Regions from separate parts of the Mus musculus genome. Here region 2 is linked to region 1. A link is a contact called in public promoter capture Hi-C data. All regions are on one chromosome and are shown on one strand. The core of a region is the stretch at or near the end of the contact, and the rest is flanking DNA. Distances in the headings are between cores, read along the strand shown. Region 1 holds the start of Camkk1 (calcium/calmodulin-dependent protein kinase kinase 1, alpha). Region 2 holds the start of Hic1 (hypermethylated in cancer 1).

Evidence for each region. Promoter capture Hi-C pulls out the DNA fragments that hold promoters and counts their contacts.
Region 2: a contact with region 1 is called in a promoter capture Hi-C map of liver, with 4 times the contacts expected there. The contact joins the promoter of Hic1 here to the promoter of Camkk1 in region 1.

The regions. Positions count from the first base shown.
Region 1 is chr11:73,015,029-73,022,801 of GRCm38.p6, reverse strand. It overlaps Camkk1 (calcium/calmodulin-dependent protein kinase kinase 1, alpha), which reads right to left and starts at 3,814. Exons shown (of 16, transcript NM_018883.3): 1 at 3,675-3,814. It overlaps 4732414G09Rik (RIKEN cDNA 4732414G09 gene), which reads left to right and starts at 3,961. Exons shown (of 3, transcript NR_152202.1): 1 at 3,961-4,145; 2 at 6,289-6,354; 3 at 6,753-6,946. P2rx1 (purinergic receptor P2X, ligand-gated ion channel, 1) reads right to left here. Exons shown (of 12, transcript NM_008771.3): 12 at 7,605-7,773.
Region 2 is chr11:75,168,003-75,175,289 of GRCm38.p6, reverse strand. Hic1 (hypermethylated in cancer 1) reads left to right here and starts at 5,035. Exons shown (of 2, transcript NM_010430.2): 1 at 5,035-6,287. The coding sequence starts at 5,771. It overlaps Mir212 (microRNA 212), which reads right to left and starts at 1,902; the gene lies at 1,812-1,902. It overlaps Mir132 (microRNA 132), which reads right to left and starts at 1,608; the gene lies at 1,543-1,608.

The DNA of each region.
Region 1 (7,773 bases), core at 2,565-5,064:
TTGTAGAAGGCGATTTAGCAGGTAAATAGGGGTCAAGTGGATAAACAGAAAGATGGACAGACAGGCTGAGATGCAGCCCCAGTTCCAGGGCACAGCAAAGATTCTTGTGGGCAAGGGATTCCTCCACTGACCAAGAGGACAGCCCCAGACACAGGTCCTCCCTCATTATGCCAAGTTCAAATCCTGTTCTCCCAGATAGGAGTTGTGCTGCCTGGGTTAGGGCACTAAAGATACATACATACATACATACATACATACATACATACACACACACACATACACACCTTTTTTTAAGACAGGCTTCCTCTGTAGCCCTGGACTATCCTGGAACTCACTCTGTAGACTAGGCTGGCCAGTTCTGCCTGCACCTGCCTCCCGAGTTCTAGGACTAAAGGCGTGCACCACCATGCTGGACTAGGACACTAAGCTTGTTGAGACATCAGTTTTCTCACAGGTGAATCAGACAGATGGCTACTGTCCAGCCTTCTCTGTGAACCCTAGAAGGAAGTGGATGAAGCAGTGGACGCAGAAGCAGCCTGTGCCTGAGTAATAGAGTAATATGTCGCTGGGATGTGTGTGCATTAAGAAGCAGCTCACACACACAACCTACTTTAGATGCCTGGCTCCAGACTAGCTTGACTCAGGCTTCTCCTTCAAGCGGCACCCCACCCTCCAAGTGTCTGCCACTCCCGAGTACACCAACCAACCCTTGGCTTCAGAAGCCCACTCCATCTGACCTCTTTCTGAGGACATGACCCATCCAGCTAAGTCTTTTAACACAGGCCAGGAGAAGACAGCGCAAGAAGACCCTGCAGTCACCCACACTGGTTCAAGCAGCCCTACCTACGGTAACTTCAGGGACCAGTGACTTCAGAGTTTGGCTAGAATGTTCCAGAGTCAGGCTGAGGCAGGGACCGATAGCTATCCAGGCAAAGGAGGAACAGCACTGATCAGCAAAGGAATAGTCAGGGGGAAATGCAAGGAGGCAGTGGCCGTGTGGGCTGTACATCAAAGCAGTCCTGACATCTCTGGGCCACTTCACTGTAGCCTGCTTATGCTTCTGGCTAGGGTCTAATGGCTCAGGCAGTGGTGCCCTCTGCAGCTCCCCGCCCCTGCCTAGGATGACTCAGTCCCCTTAAGGGAGACCCAGGAGTCTGGTGCCAAGTCATGCTCAAGGATGCCTGCTGTGAGGATGGCCCTCCCACTACCTCCGGGGATCCCCAAACACCCAGGTAGGCTCCTGCCTCCCCCACTGCCGCTATGCTCAAAGCATCCTTCAGTCCACCTGTGGAAACTGACATCTGTGGGTCTCTTGTTTTACACCAGCTCTGAGCCTCCACCCTCTTTCCAGAGATTCCCCCCTCCCTGTTTCTGGGCAGCTCAGGGATCTATCCCACTCATCACCATCCCCGTTCTGTTATTCATCCACTGTTCCCATCACAGAGATGGGAACTCCATTTCCCCATTTTCATTGGGCCTGGGCCAGAAAGGCAAGAGCCAAAGGGACTGTCCCCCCCCCACCTTCACCACCCACCCCTCCACCTCCTGCAGTACTCTGGCTGCACCCCACTACTTCAAGCTTTGCAAACGACAGGCTCTGTGTCACCAGGCCTTTGCACGAGCTGCTCTTTCTGCCAGGAACACACCTCCCTTGGCTTCACTGCCTGAAGACCAGTTCAGACATCACCTCCTTTGAGAAGCCTCTTTGATCTCACCCCCCACACACACACACCCGCTGGCTGGCTGAACTCACTAAGTTAAGCACCTTAAACAGCACAGATCTGGGGATAAAATCACCAAGTTCTGACCTCCACTGTTCTCTCACTACTTCCAGAGGTCTCCCTACCCCAGATTAATATATCACCCCTCCCTCCACACCAGTTGCTAACAGGAGGATTTCTAATATGTTCGGAGTTTGCCTCTAGTGTGGATCTGGGGAGTAGATAGACACACTGACTCCTGGTATGCAAATCCAGAGTCATGCATCCCTGCTACAACGATTCACTGGGTATCTGCAATATAAGAACGAGGAGGTAAACCAGTAGACCCCCAAAGACAAAGTCCCCACTCTCACCATTTGCTTTCCAGTAGAGTCATGAAGCAACAAATAAGAATGCTAGCAATAAATACATGATAGGTGCTGTGGGATGCCCTGGGAAGACAGCTACTACAACAAGACAGGGCAGGAGCAAGATGCTAGGGACACAATTGATGTAGCGCAGAGAGGGTTTGTACACAATGCAAGCTCTAAGCAGCTTTGGAAGGAGAAAGGCGGTACACAGTGTAGACACTTGGAGAACAGCAACTGGAGCCAGAGGGACTGGCCCATAGGTGCAAGTGCCATGAGGTGGGACAGTGCTTGCTCTGTATGAAGACCAGCACAGCAGATGTGGCTGCAGTGGAAAGTTCCTTAGTGGAGGTGTGCATCAGGAGAGAAGCTAAGGTCCACTTACACTGGCCTCGGGGGTGTTTTCCTGGCGGAGGCGACATTGTGACCACTAAGCAGGATTCCCAAGGGAGAAATGGGAGTTCACCCTGTGTCTAAAAGAGATCCCTTCCCAACGTGATAGCAATAGAGTGCTTCCCAACAGGCTTGGTTTAGGGTTTGTGAACAGAAACCAGAGGCCTCTAACACCAAAGGAGTCTTTAAGCAGGGAAGCAATTCACTTGGATAAGGTTTAAAATAAGCCCCAGTCCTGGTCTGAGGACTGGGCGTGGGGGACCAAGGAGCAGGTAGTAGGGTCTAGAACAGTCTGACCCACAGCGTATGTTGGATGGAAGAGGTAGAGATGCGCAGAAGACCCAGCCTCTTCCTTTTCCCTGGGATTTTCAAGGACACAGCTGTGCGCTTCTCTCACACCCTGAACCTGGCCAAGACAAAGAGAGGAGCTCACTGGGACACAGTCCTGGGACCCAAGGCATGTGACAGCTAGCTCTGCTCACTCTGTAACACCCTCAAGACAGACACACACCCCTTCCCTGACAGATGTAATCCTTGTCCTCGTGACCGGTGCTCACACACCACTCCATCCTGAAACGCACCCCTCAGGTACACAGGCACACTCTTGTGTCCACGTGACGCACGCACACCCGCCTCCAAACACCACACACAGCTCCCCGCGCACGTGTGCACCCTCGGAGCACCAATCCTGTACCCACCAGACCCAGAAACCACAGCGCCGCCTCCGCCACCCTCACTCAGTCAGGGGACGACTGCGCAGCAGCTGAAGTCGCTCGCTGCATCCGTCCCATTCATCACCCCGCCCCCAGCTCTCCACGGAAGACTCACGGGAGGGCTGTGGGAGAAGCGCTCTGCTGAGATCCACACGTGGGTGCACCCGTCCAGGCCCACTCCGAATAGACACGGCCTCCACCCAGAGCCGGGCCCAAGGCACCGCGCGCGCGGGGCTTCTATGCAGTCCCACAGACAGCAGCTGCGGAAGAAACGCAGGTGGTCGGGCACCCGCATAGCTGGCTTAGACAGATGCGGGCTCAGGGAACCATCCCGAGGACCTGGCCCTGCAGACACAGCGGGAATCTCTGCACACCAGATTCCGGCTGCCCACGTAGACCCGGCCTTGTAGACCACCCTTCTACAGCCCGTTGGCTGCACAGGGCGGCTCAGCCGTCCGCACCCCAGTTTCCAACTCCAAGTCCCGGCTGCTGACCCCTACCTAGGCACCTGGCGACAGTCTCTGCGGTGGGCACCAGGCTCGCTCCCGCTGTGCGCGCCCCGCCCTGCCCGCCTTGCCGGGCTAGGATCGCCCGGCTCAACCCGCTGGCGCCGCAGCTCCAGGCTGCGCTCGCTCCCCCCGCCCGCCGCCGCGCCGGCCCACGATCATTGGCTGTGCCGCGCAGCGCCCCGCAGAGATGTCCAATCAGAGTCCGGTCCTCCCGCCCAGGGGTAGAGGGGGCGGGTCTCGACGGGATCGGGAGGAGGTGGCTCGGGAGGGGCCCTGCGGATGGGCCCCGACGCGTCACGCCCCCGGCGCCCGCAGACAAGCAGGCTCGGGGAACCCGATGTCCCTCAGGCCACGTCGTGGGCCCCTCAGCCTGGCCTGAAGCGTACGATGCTTTTTTCGAGTCCTCAATCCGGTGTCCTAGTCTCTAGAGGCAAGAGCATCCCTCCTTCGGGATGAGGCCCGGTGCGTACCAAGGAGAGGCTAGGTAGAGGCCCTGGGAGAAGGGCCTGGAGTTGAGTGTTCTCCGGGGGGGTTGGGGGAGGGAAGGAGGAGGGAGATTCGTCAGAGTGCTGGGGTGGGGCGGCACTCAGGTTTGGAGAGGAGCAGGAGGTGACTGGCTGGGCTGAGGGAATGAAAAAGAGCCCTCCAGGACCAAGTGGCCTTGACTGTGGTTATGCCTGGGGACTGCCCTCACAGACTCCTGGTTCAATCCTGCTATTATTAGTCTATTGGAGATGCCCCACATCACTGCTTGCCTCAAACTCAGACCCATGTTGCTATCTCCAACCTGGTCTCACCTGTGTCTCTGTCTTAAACAGGAGTTAGAAACCAGGAGTTAGAAACCAGGAGTTACCTGTGTAGCAGGTTTTCTGACCCAACCGGGTGTAGCACAAGGATCTGCCATGTTGCCTCTTAAGATCCCTAAAGTCTCTCTCTCTCTCTCTCTCTCTCTCTCTCTCTCTCTCTCTCTCTCTCTCTCTCCCCACCATCTGCCCCTCCCTGAACTCGACCACCACGGTCATGCAGTATACCTCCACTTGATTAGTGCAGCAGCCCCACCCCTCACCCCAATCCAGTATCACTTCCCATTAACCTTTCTGGGACAACCAGAACAGGCACTAGGAACACCAGAGAGCTGCCTCTTAGGATCTTCCACTGCTTGCCACTAAGTCCCCTCAAGCCCTCCATAGCTCACCCCTCACCACTTGCCTGCCTAAACCCCACTTGTCTTTTGGCACTTAGTTCAATGCCTCTGCTGCTAGGAAGCCTTCCCCATGACCTTCTGGATACCTGGAATGCCCAGCAGCCCTTTCTCAGTGCTTTCCAGATCTCAGCACCTCTTCACCTGAGTCCTGTCTGGACTAAGAACTCTTGAGAGCAAGGGTCGAGATGAATTCGCCCAGCACAGCCTGACCTCCTGATGCATGCCCAGCATGTATTTGTTGAAATGAATAATTGGGTCCAGTAACTGGAGGATTGGATCTATAGGGCTGGAGTTCAGGAAAGAGCTGGGCTACAGAGACTCCTCCCCCCACCCCCAGTTTTGAAGATTGAATCCAGGGCTTCTTGCATTCTAAGCAAGGATGCTACTACTGAGCTATACCCCAATATTGAAGAGATGGTTTTGAGAGTCCTTGAGGATCCAGTCATAATTCTAATGGAAAGGCTCAAACAGATCAACTGAAGCAAGGCTGAGAGGATCAGATTAAGATCTAGGCAACAACAACAACAAATCTTACATATATATAAATCTTGAAAAACAGTTCTGGGCTGGTATGATGGCTCTGCTCCACAAAAGCCTTTGAGATGTGGCTCTCTCCACTCCCTGCACCAGGAAGCCCTGGAGATGGCCTTTGACCTCGTGATTCTGAATAGGGGCTGGAACTCCAGTTATCACGTATGCATTCCAGGTTTTGGAATGGAGAAAAATAATGAAGGGTCGATGCTAACTCTTTATTTTATGTGGGTGACTGTTTTGCCTACATGTATGCCTATATGTGCATCTGTGTGTGCTTACGGAGAGTTGTGAGCCACTGTGTGGGTGCTGGGAACTGAATCTGGCTCCCCTGTAAGAACAGCATGTGCTCTCAACCACTGAGCCATCTCTCTACCCCAACAGTAGCTCTTTTAAAGACAGCGCCACGGAACATTCCCTGTGCATCCCACTAACGTGAATTTTGTCACATAACCAGACCAGGTAGCAAGAGCAAGAACATGAAAAGGGGCCGGGCAGTGGTGGTGGATCCCTTTAATCCCAACACTCAGAGGCAGACGCAGGTAGATCTCCAAGTTCAAGGCCAGCCTGGACTATAGAGCGAGTTCCAGAACAGCCAAGGCTACACAGAGAAACGTATCTCGAAACAAAGCAAAGCAAAACAAAACAAAAAAAGGAAAGAAAGGGGAAAAAACCTACCACCACCACCAACAACAAATGCAACCTCCATCATAGGCAGCCAAAAGCCCAACCAAGGAGCAAGGATTATAGCACCAAGAAACCAAGAAGACCCTGTGTGTGTGTGTGTGTGTGTGTGTGTGTGAGTTCCAGAGACAATGTATATCAGGCACTGCCTTGGGCACTTCACATGTATTACCTCAACCCTAGCAGAGGTTGCCACCAGTACCCAGACACACCGAGGAGCCTTGGAGAGAAGCCACTTACCAAAGACACAGGGTGAGCCATATGAGAGCTGTAAGAGGCCTTCTTCCCCTACACTCCATGCCTGCCGGGAAACCAGGAGAGGCTGCACTGGGGTACCACTAGAACGAATCTTTGAAAAACGGTTAAATGCTGGGAGCCAAACAAGATGCAGGACCAAGTGTCCCCGTGGCTTTTACATCAAGGACTCTGCTGGTGACCTTGGCAAGGGCATCTGGAAGGGATGGGGGGTGGAGGCCAGTTACTGAGAAGGGCAAACTGGTCTTTCTGGAAGGGTGGCAACGAGGAGGGAGTAGGCTGCTCTACAGGGCAACATGAGCCAGAGAAGGAGGCAAGAGAGGAAGACGTGCAGAGCACAGGCTAAGAGAGAGGAGGCCGCCTTGGCCTGAGGTACTATTTTTCCTTCCACGCAGGAGGAAAGGAACAGTAGGCACAGACTGTGGAGACTACAAAAGAGGAGGATGGAAGGTTCTTGGCTGGGGAAGCTGGCAGAAGGCCAAGGTCTGAGAGAACAACTGGTCCATGCTGTCCACTCTGCTAGCCGCCACTACATGTAAAATAGCTACATACAGCTATTCTAGTGAATTAAAAGTAAATCAGAACTGGGTATAGTGCCGAGTATCTGTGATCTTAGCATTTGAGAGGCTGAGGCAAGAGGATCATGTGTTTAAAATCATGCCACATAATCATGCCACATAACAAGGCATTGTTTTGTTTTGTTTTGTTGAAACAAAACTAAAAAGTGAAATGACTCCAGGCCCTCACTGGCTACCCTTGGCAAGTGGCCACCATATTGGACAGTACAGATCCATCACTATGAGTAGTTGTGCTGGACAGACTGGTCTAGACAGAGCAGGGGTGGAGGTACTTAGCAGCCCTGGTTGGAGGTGAGCCCAGGCTGGAGGGTGTGCCTATGTGGCCTTCTCTACTCTCCAGCTGCAAGCCTCATGTCCGTGGAAGTGTCCCCAGATCCCTGGGACAACAAGCCCCTCCCTCAACCATGCTCCCTCAAGGCTGCTTCTGGTGTGCTCAACTGCCCCACAGCCAGAAGAACTTGTTCCTTGCTATTGGGAAGAGCACCGGTGCCCTGTCCTGTGCAGAGACAGAGCTCAGGGACTGCTGTAGGCTCACTGGCTCATCTTGGCCCAGGCACCCCTCACCAGCCTTCTCACAGGGATCTCAGCTGTTCAGCGCAGCTGTGCATCTCACAGGCAAGCACACTGAACTTCAGACAGGCTTGAAAGGAAAGCAAAAAACAGCCATTTGTCCTCATTCTTTTTATTGTGTCTCACCCCTTGCCTCCTCAGCCCTCATGTTCCAGCCAAGCTGGGCAGGCCGTGGAAGCTGGGACTGGGCCACAGGCAAGGAGCCAAGATTCATCAGGGTTACTTCTCCACCTGAGGTAGCTGAGTAAGGTTCAGTGGCTAGAAGGGC
Region 2 (7,287 bases), core at 3,786-6,285, 2.2 Mb before region 1:
GTGCTGGGATCAAACCCAGGACCTTAGGCATGCTAAGCACAGACCTACTACTGAGCTCTATGCCCAGCACCCCTGTCCCCCCCCCCCCCCATTGTCTAATTTCATGAAAAAGTACTGTCATTAACCTAATAACTGAGTCTTACAATTGAGGAAACAGGCACAGAAAGGCTAAGTACCTTACTCAAAATTGGATGATTCAGACTCAAAAGCCCCATATTCTTGTCTGTTGTCATCATCCCCCCCCCCTTTGAGACACGAATCTCATATTTATCTCATATTTATTGTCTAGGCTCCTGAGCAACTGGGACTGCAGGTATACACTGCAGCTCCTGGTTTTGGTTGGTCTTTCTGCTGTCCAGTAAAAAGCAAGCAAAAACTACCGCTCTCTATAGGCTAAATGCCCAACCTGGGCTTCTGCTTTCTAATGTGTAAAGTTGGGAAAGAAGGCATGGTTTACACTAAATGTTTTCTAGGACAACGAACACTCAAAGCATTATATAGTCAACCTTCTAACCACATCTTCTGATGGGTTCCATCTGCAAAAGGTCCTCTTTTCTTTTTTTCTTTTTTCTTTTTTTTTTTTTTTTTTTTTTTTTTTTTTTTTTTGGTTTTTTTCGAGACGACAGGGCTTCTCTGTATAGCCCTGGCTGTCCTGGAACTCACTTTGTAGACCAGGCTGGCCTCGAACTCAGAAATCTGCCTGTCTCTGCCTCCCGAGTGCTGGGAATAAAGGCGTGCGCCACCACTGTCCGGCTGTCCTCTTTTCAAATTATCCCTGCTATTTGTTTTCTGCATCTTGATTACACTCAGGATTTCTACCCTATCAGACAGAGTCTCTCAACAGCCCTAGCCACAGAGAGTATTTACGTGCAGTCTCTGTGGTTGTACTCCTTTTGGGGGCACGTTTGAAGATCTCAAGTTGGGATGCATTACTTACAGACCAGTTGAGGGAAGACTGCTGGCTGATACCTTCAGACAATGAATTAGGGGCCAGGTGAATTTCACTAGCCTGCCAGCTTCTTGCTGTGTTAAGGACCCTTTTAATGATGGCCCAGGAGAAAGTTGGGGGACAGAGTTATGGCTCTATCAGGAAAGGGATTCTTTGCCCTTTCCCCTCTACCTGCTCACCTAGGGTTTTCTGGAAGAAAGGTGTGATAAAACTTCCTTCTCCTCCCCCTTCAGCTTTCTGCTGGCAAAAGTGACTTCTTCCTTCTCACAGGACTCCTGATCCCATCGGTTCACCACTCATGAGATAAGAATCCTTATCGCAGAACCACCCATTTTCTCGCCACCTTAGGCAGCGATACCTCGACTAGGAAGACAGGAGAGTCTCTGAGGAGGATGTTCAGACACTCCGCGGATCTTGCTTCTGCACCGAGGTAGATGCACAGCAGCCTGAAAGGCCGCCTTTCTGAGCACACCTCTTGCCACCTCCGCAGACACATCGAATGTTGCGTCGCCGCCCCGCCTCCTCTTGCTCTGTATCTGCCCAAACCCAGGCTGGCAGAACTCGGGAGTGGTGGGGAGCGTGGGCGTGCTGCGGGGCGACCATGGCTGTAGACTGTTACCTCCGGTTCCCACAGTAACAATCGAAAGCCACGGTTGCCCTGGAGACGCGGGGGCGGGGCTTGCAGGCTGACGTCAGCACCGCGGGCGGCGGGGGTGGCGCGAGTGTCTGCGGGGCCTGCGCCCACCGCAACCCACAGGGACCTTGAACAGGCGTGCCCGAGGGAGGCGCTTGCACTGCATCAGCACCGCGGACAGCGGCGCAGGGAGGCGTGGAGGGGCCGGGGGTCGGCGGTCCTGGGGCGGGGCCAGGCGTCGGTGGCCGTGACTGGAGACTGTTACTGAAGGCGGCCCGGGCAGTAAGCAGTCTAGAGCCAAGGTGCCGGCGCGCTGCCCGGGCGGGGATATCCCGTCGCCCGCAGTTGAGAGTGCTGCTGCTTCTCAGGCCCCCCCACCTCCTCCCAAGCGCGCGCGGACAGACACGCGACCGTGACGTCAGAGTCCTGTGACGTCAAAGATGTCCCAGCGGGGAGGCATTTCCGGCGGTGGGGAGCGGTGGGGGTAGGGCGGGGCGGCCTGATCGAAGCCCCGCCCCCGCCTGGTCCTGAGAGGACAGCTCCGCTTGCAGAGGCGGGAAGTCCTGAGCTCAGTGGGACAGTCCGATGGGACGGGACGGGACCGGACGGGAAGGGACGGGACAGGGAAGGGGCGTGTGTGGAGCATGCAGGACGGGGGTCCCAAGAAAGCCGCAGGGCCGAGGTGTGCGTCTGTCTGTCGTGGGCGCCCTGGCTCAGTCAGTCGGGGCCATCTAGGCTGAGTCACCGCTCTGCGGACAGGGGAGAAATGAGGGGGCGCGTCTCCTGAGACGCCAGCACCTTCTCCCCACTTTCTTGAAAGGATGGCGCAGGAGCTGCTCAGCCTCGGGAAATGGGGTCGGGGGCTCGGCTCTCCGCTTGATGTTTCTCCATAGTGTCTGCGTCTGCATTTGGGTGCCGGCAGGTGCTGCATAGGGTTGGGTCAGCCGCCGGCCCCTGGTCCACCAAGCTGAAAGGAACCTTCGTCCCTCCCACTCTGCCCCCCATCCTCACTCCGGAGTCCCCCTCCAACCCGCCGCCCCTCCGGTCCCCTCCTCGCCTTCCCATGGCGTCCGCGCATCTGCCCATCTCCGACTGTTGGTGGTCCTTACCTGTCGGGCCGCGTCGCACCAGTGCCGGCTTGCCTCCCGCAGCCCGGCCGGCGCCGCCGCTTTTATAGGCGCGCGTAGTACTCGTGCGGCGGCTCATTCATGCGGCCGCGGCTCCTACACACTGACGCGCTGCCGACGTCAGCAGAGAATTTAGGAAACGGGAAAAGAGGCTATTTATAGTGGCAAGCGGGGAGGGGGGGCGTAGGGGAGGGCGGGACGAAGCGACAGGGAGTTGGAGCGGGAGGAGGGTGCGCACGCGGAAGCAGGGTTGGGTAGGGGAGTACGTAACCCCAGGCTTGGCCTCCAAGGGGTTAACTTTCCGGAACTGCAGGCGACGGGCTGGGGGAGAATAGTGCAGGGAGGGTGAGGCCCCGTTCTGTGTTTATTCACTCTCCCCTTCCGGGGCTTTGCGAGTCCTAGGATCTCAGTTCTTTTCTCCTGGACCGCAGGGGTCCTCCCTTGGCAGCCCCAAACCACACTGCTCATTCCCTAGACCCTACAGTCCTCTGACGCCAGAAGATGCCCCGCGATGGTATCACTCCCATTTGGCCACCGTGGTATCCTCGCTCTCTCCTGGTGTGTGTGTGGGGGGGGGGTGGGGGGTGAGGCAAGAAACTGGACCGGTTTAGGAGGGGAGTAGAGTGCACCTCGGACTTTGACATCTAGGAGCTGGGGAAAGAGGGGTGGAGAAGCCTGGGAGTTTTGGAAGGCTTCTTGACTGGGTCACAGGAGGAAAGGTACCGGTCAGATGGTGGAAACCGCAGAGAAGATCAGGGAGTCTAAGGAGAGTGGTCTGGACTTTAGAAATGAGCAGAAGATCTTCTGTAAGAGTTTGGAAAATCCCTGTACGGAGTATCCACAAAAGGAAGGGCTAGCCTGACAAGTACTGGAGAGCCAACTTGGCAGTGCCCCAGGGGGCACGAGGGGGCCACCTCAGTGGGGTGGAATAGGCATAGGCAGAGCCTGTAAGAGAGAAAATGAGACTAAGGGGGCTCAATAGCTTGGCAGAGGGTGTGTGTAGCTGGGACTCCTTTCTAAAGGAGTCAGAATAGACTAAAGGCAAATACGATATGGAACAGGTCCTCCAAAACAGCCCGATTCTGTCTCCGGGCTCTAAATGGGGTCGTCATGCGTTCACGGAGAGGAGGAAGCTGCACCAGGATGACCAGAGGAGCTCAGGAAGAAGGGGAAAGCAAAGTTAAGAGGAGGGGCATGGTGGTGCGCATCCTTGTACGTGGGAAGTAGACGCCTTTGTGAGTTCGAGGCTAGCCGTAGACTTGAAACTGTGGTGGTGGTGGTGGTGGGGCGTGGAGGAGAGGAGAGGAGAGAAGGGGAGGGGAGGGGAGGGGAGTACACAGTGAAACTTGGGCAAGGTTTATGTGGTTGGCCCCATAGCGATACAACAAGGGCTTGAGTCGGTGGAGAGGGATAGAACAAGAAGGAACTGAAGACCCAGCCGACCTCCTTATGGGTCAACCAGCGGATAAACTCCATTGTGTAAAACACATACAGAGCTTTCTCTCCAGACTCGCACGATCTAACCCCATTAAAAGGAGAAAACATTTAAAACAGAGACATCAGAGACACCCTTGCTTGTGGGAGAACTCAGAGTTGTCAAAACTCATCCCTAAGAGCACTTCTGGGGAGCCTTCTTATCCTCAAACGCTCCGTTACACTTCCGCTTCAGCCCCAAGGCGTATCCCTCGACAGAGATACCAAGGTACCTCTTCACTTCTCCTAGAGCTCAGAAATTGTGGAGTCCACCGTGGGACTGCAGTGTTTGTCTTGTATGGACACTGTACGGAGATACGAAGTAGTAAGTGGATTAGATGGAGGCGGAGCACACTGTCGCGGAAACCTGGTGAGCCTTGAAGACTCTTTGGACCAGAAGCCTAGGCCAGGCATAGAAGTCTCCTGCCAAAGAAACGCAGCCTCTAGGAGGCGCCCAAGACCTTGGTGTCTCACTGGTACAGCTAGAGGCCCGGCCGGCTGCCCCGGGCGAGTGACTCAGCCACTACCTCAAGCGGGGGAGTGGGGGCTCGAAGACAGCGTGGGGTGCGGCGAGCGTAGCCCCCACCCGCCCTGCGCCCCGCGCGGTTGCTAAGCTCTCCAAGGCCTCTGAGAGATGAGATCCCGGGAACCTCATTGGTTACCATAGTAACTCTGAGCCCCAGCCTCTCCGGCTTGGCCACGGAGGATGGCGCAGCCAATAAGAAGCTGTGGGCGGTTTGGGGGGACCCCCCCTATAGCGTGGGCGGGGGTCAGGAGGTGCGGGGAAGAGGCGGAGCGTGGGCCACGGAGGCGCGGTGCTTGCAACGGTGCTTATGCCTCCGCCCCGCTATGCAGGGACATTTCCGGTGAGCACCCAAGAGCTGGTGCACGCTCCCCTCCCTCCTAAAAGAGGAGTCACCAACATGAATGAGCTCTCCCTTGTGTGGCGTGTAGGATCTTTTTTTGAGGGGGTCTCAAGCCGCCCGTTCTCGTGATATCTCTCGAATGGTGTATTGGGGGGGGGCAAACTAAGATCCCTCAAAACTGCTTAGATGGGGGATTGGGGACTTGAGGGGCACGTCGCAAGGGGGCTCTGTCCAGCTATTTCCAATGGAGGGCTCTAGGGTCCTTCTGGAGACCCGCAAGTTCGGGGAGGGCTCTTTGGTAGGACCTCTACCCCGTTTCACGTAGTAGCCTCCGCAGTAGCCCAAGAAGTTGGGACTCCGGGAGGGGGTGGGCGGTCTGTGTAAACATGGCGCGCCCTTGTCACTGCTTGGACAGAGTTTGAGTGTGGACGGTTTATGATGTGCATACTGATAACATGTGTCTGAGGGAGAGTTGGAATGTGTCTCTCTCCACTGAGTCCAAGTGAATAATGGTGTTCAGAAATGTCTAATAAAAGCCGCCCCGCTCCTGCTCCGAACGTATGTACCTTCATCTCACTTAGGATTTCTAAGCTCGCCCTCTCACAGAATACTGTTCGTAGTGTTCCACCCCAACCCCTTTTCTAAGATAGGGTCTCAGGTAGTAGAGGCTGACCTTGAACTCCTGGTCCTCTTGCTTCCAACTCCTGGGTGCTATGCTAGGATGATTACAAGAATGCGCCACCATCCCTGGCTTAAGAGTTCCTCATTTGAAGACAGAACCTTCCCCTCCCCCCCCCCGAATTGGCGCGATATAACATATAAATATGTACTCGGGAGCACTCAGCACAAAACCCCCAGGTTTATGGGACTCCCAGGTCCGATATCTGAGTCTCCAGGTGGGCACATCTGGAAGCGCGCGAACCTGCAAGATCTGCTCAGCTCCGCATCTGCAAGCCTCTTGGCCCAGGTGTGCGCCAGAGGTCGCAGCCCAGCCGCACACAGTCCCCGCGTGGCCGCGAGGTGGCGCCATGGCCGCGGCAGCGTCTGCCGGTTCGGGCCGCTCCAGATAAGAGTGTGCGGAAAGCGCGGAGGGGCTGAGACGCGACCAGGACGCGGGGAGGACGGACCGGCAAGACAGACCGACCGGGGGCCCGGCGGGCGGAGGGCAGCGCACTGCAGCCACGTCCCCCCCTGGATCCGCCGGCAGCCGGGCCCGGGGCTTCCGACATGCCCCCCAGGTGGGTCCTCGAGTTGGCGACAGGGAAGGGCAAGGGACCCGGGACAATCTGGTCCTCGTGCGCCGGCTACCTCGGGAGCATCCTCAGGCGTGGGCGCCCGGGTCGCGGCTGGCGTTTGGGGCTCTAAGTGTCTTCCCTAGAGGACTCGGGACGGCTGGGCCGCTGCTCGGCGCCGGGTTCACGGCGGGGTCAGCGGCCCGGGGCCGGCTCTGCCCGCACATGGGCTGGGGAGGAGAGGGGAAGGCAAGGGGAGCCGGCGGGCGGGGCTGGCAGGGGCGCTGCCCTGGCACAGCTCGGCGCCTGGCAGCGGGGCGGGTGGGGCGCAGGCTAGGAGCTGCCACCGCCTCAGGGAGGGAAGCCGGGCTGGGCGGCCGCCGCAGGTAACGGGCCGGCGAGGCCCTGCGGGCCAGGCGGGGAACAGGGGCGGGCGTGCTCGCCGGAGGGCAGGGCGGCTTTAGATTTGGTGTGGGTCCCCACTGCCACCAGGCTGCTGAAATTGGGGGCCCAGAGGAGGAACTGGGGGCCAGGGAGGGGGGCTGGGGCCGGCGCGCTCCTCCCGCCCTGTCTGAAGTTGGGAAAGTTTTCCCCGAAGTTTGAGGCGGCAGAGTTTCGGGGGAGACGGGGCGGAGGGGAGCTGGGGAAGAGATGTGGAGCCGAGGCCCCGGCTGGGTCCAGAACGCGGGTGGGGCGCAGGCCAGGGTCAGGGCCGCAGCCGGCTGTGCGCCGTGCCCGCCCGGGGCGCTGCCCCCTCCCTCCCCTGGGAGCTGCGTGGCTCCCCCCTCCCCCCCACCTGCTTCCTGCCTCAGCCTCCTGCCCCGATATAACGCCCTCCCCGCGCCGGGGCCCGGCCTTCGCGCTCTGCCCGCCACCGCAGCCACTGTCTCCGCTCCCCGGGCCGGGCCGGCCGGCCCTAACGAAGGCCTGACAGCCCCGGGCCAGGGCGGTGCCTCGATGGGCATCTTGCTCCCGTCTTCCTTATCACTTCCCCTAACCGGGGCAA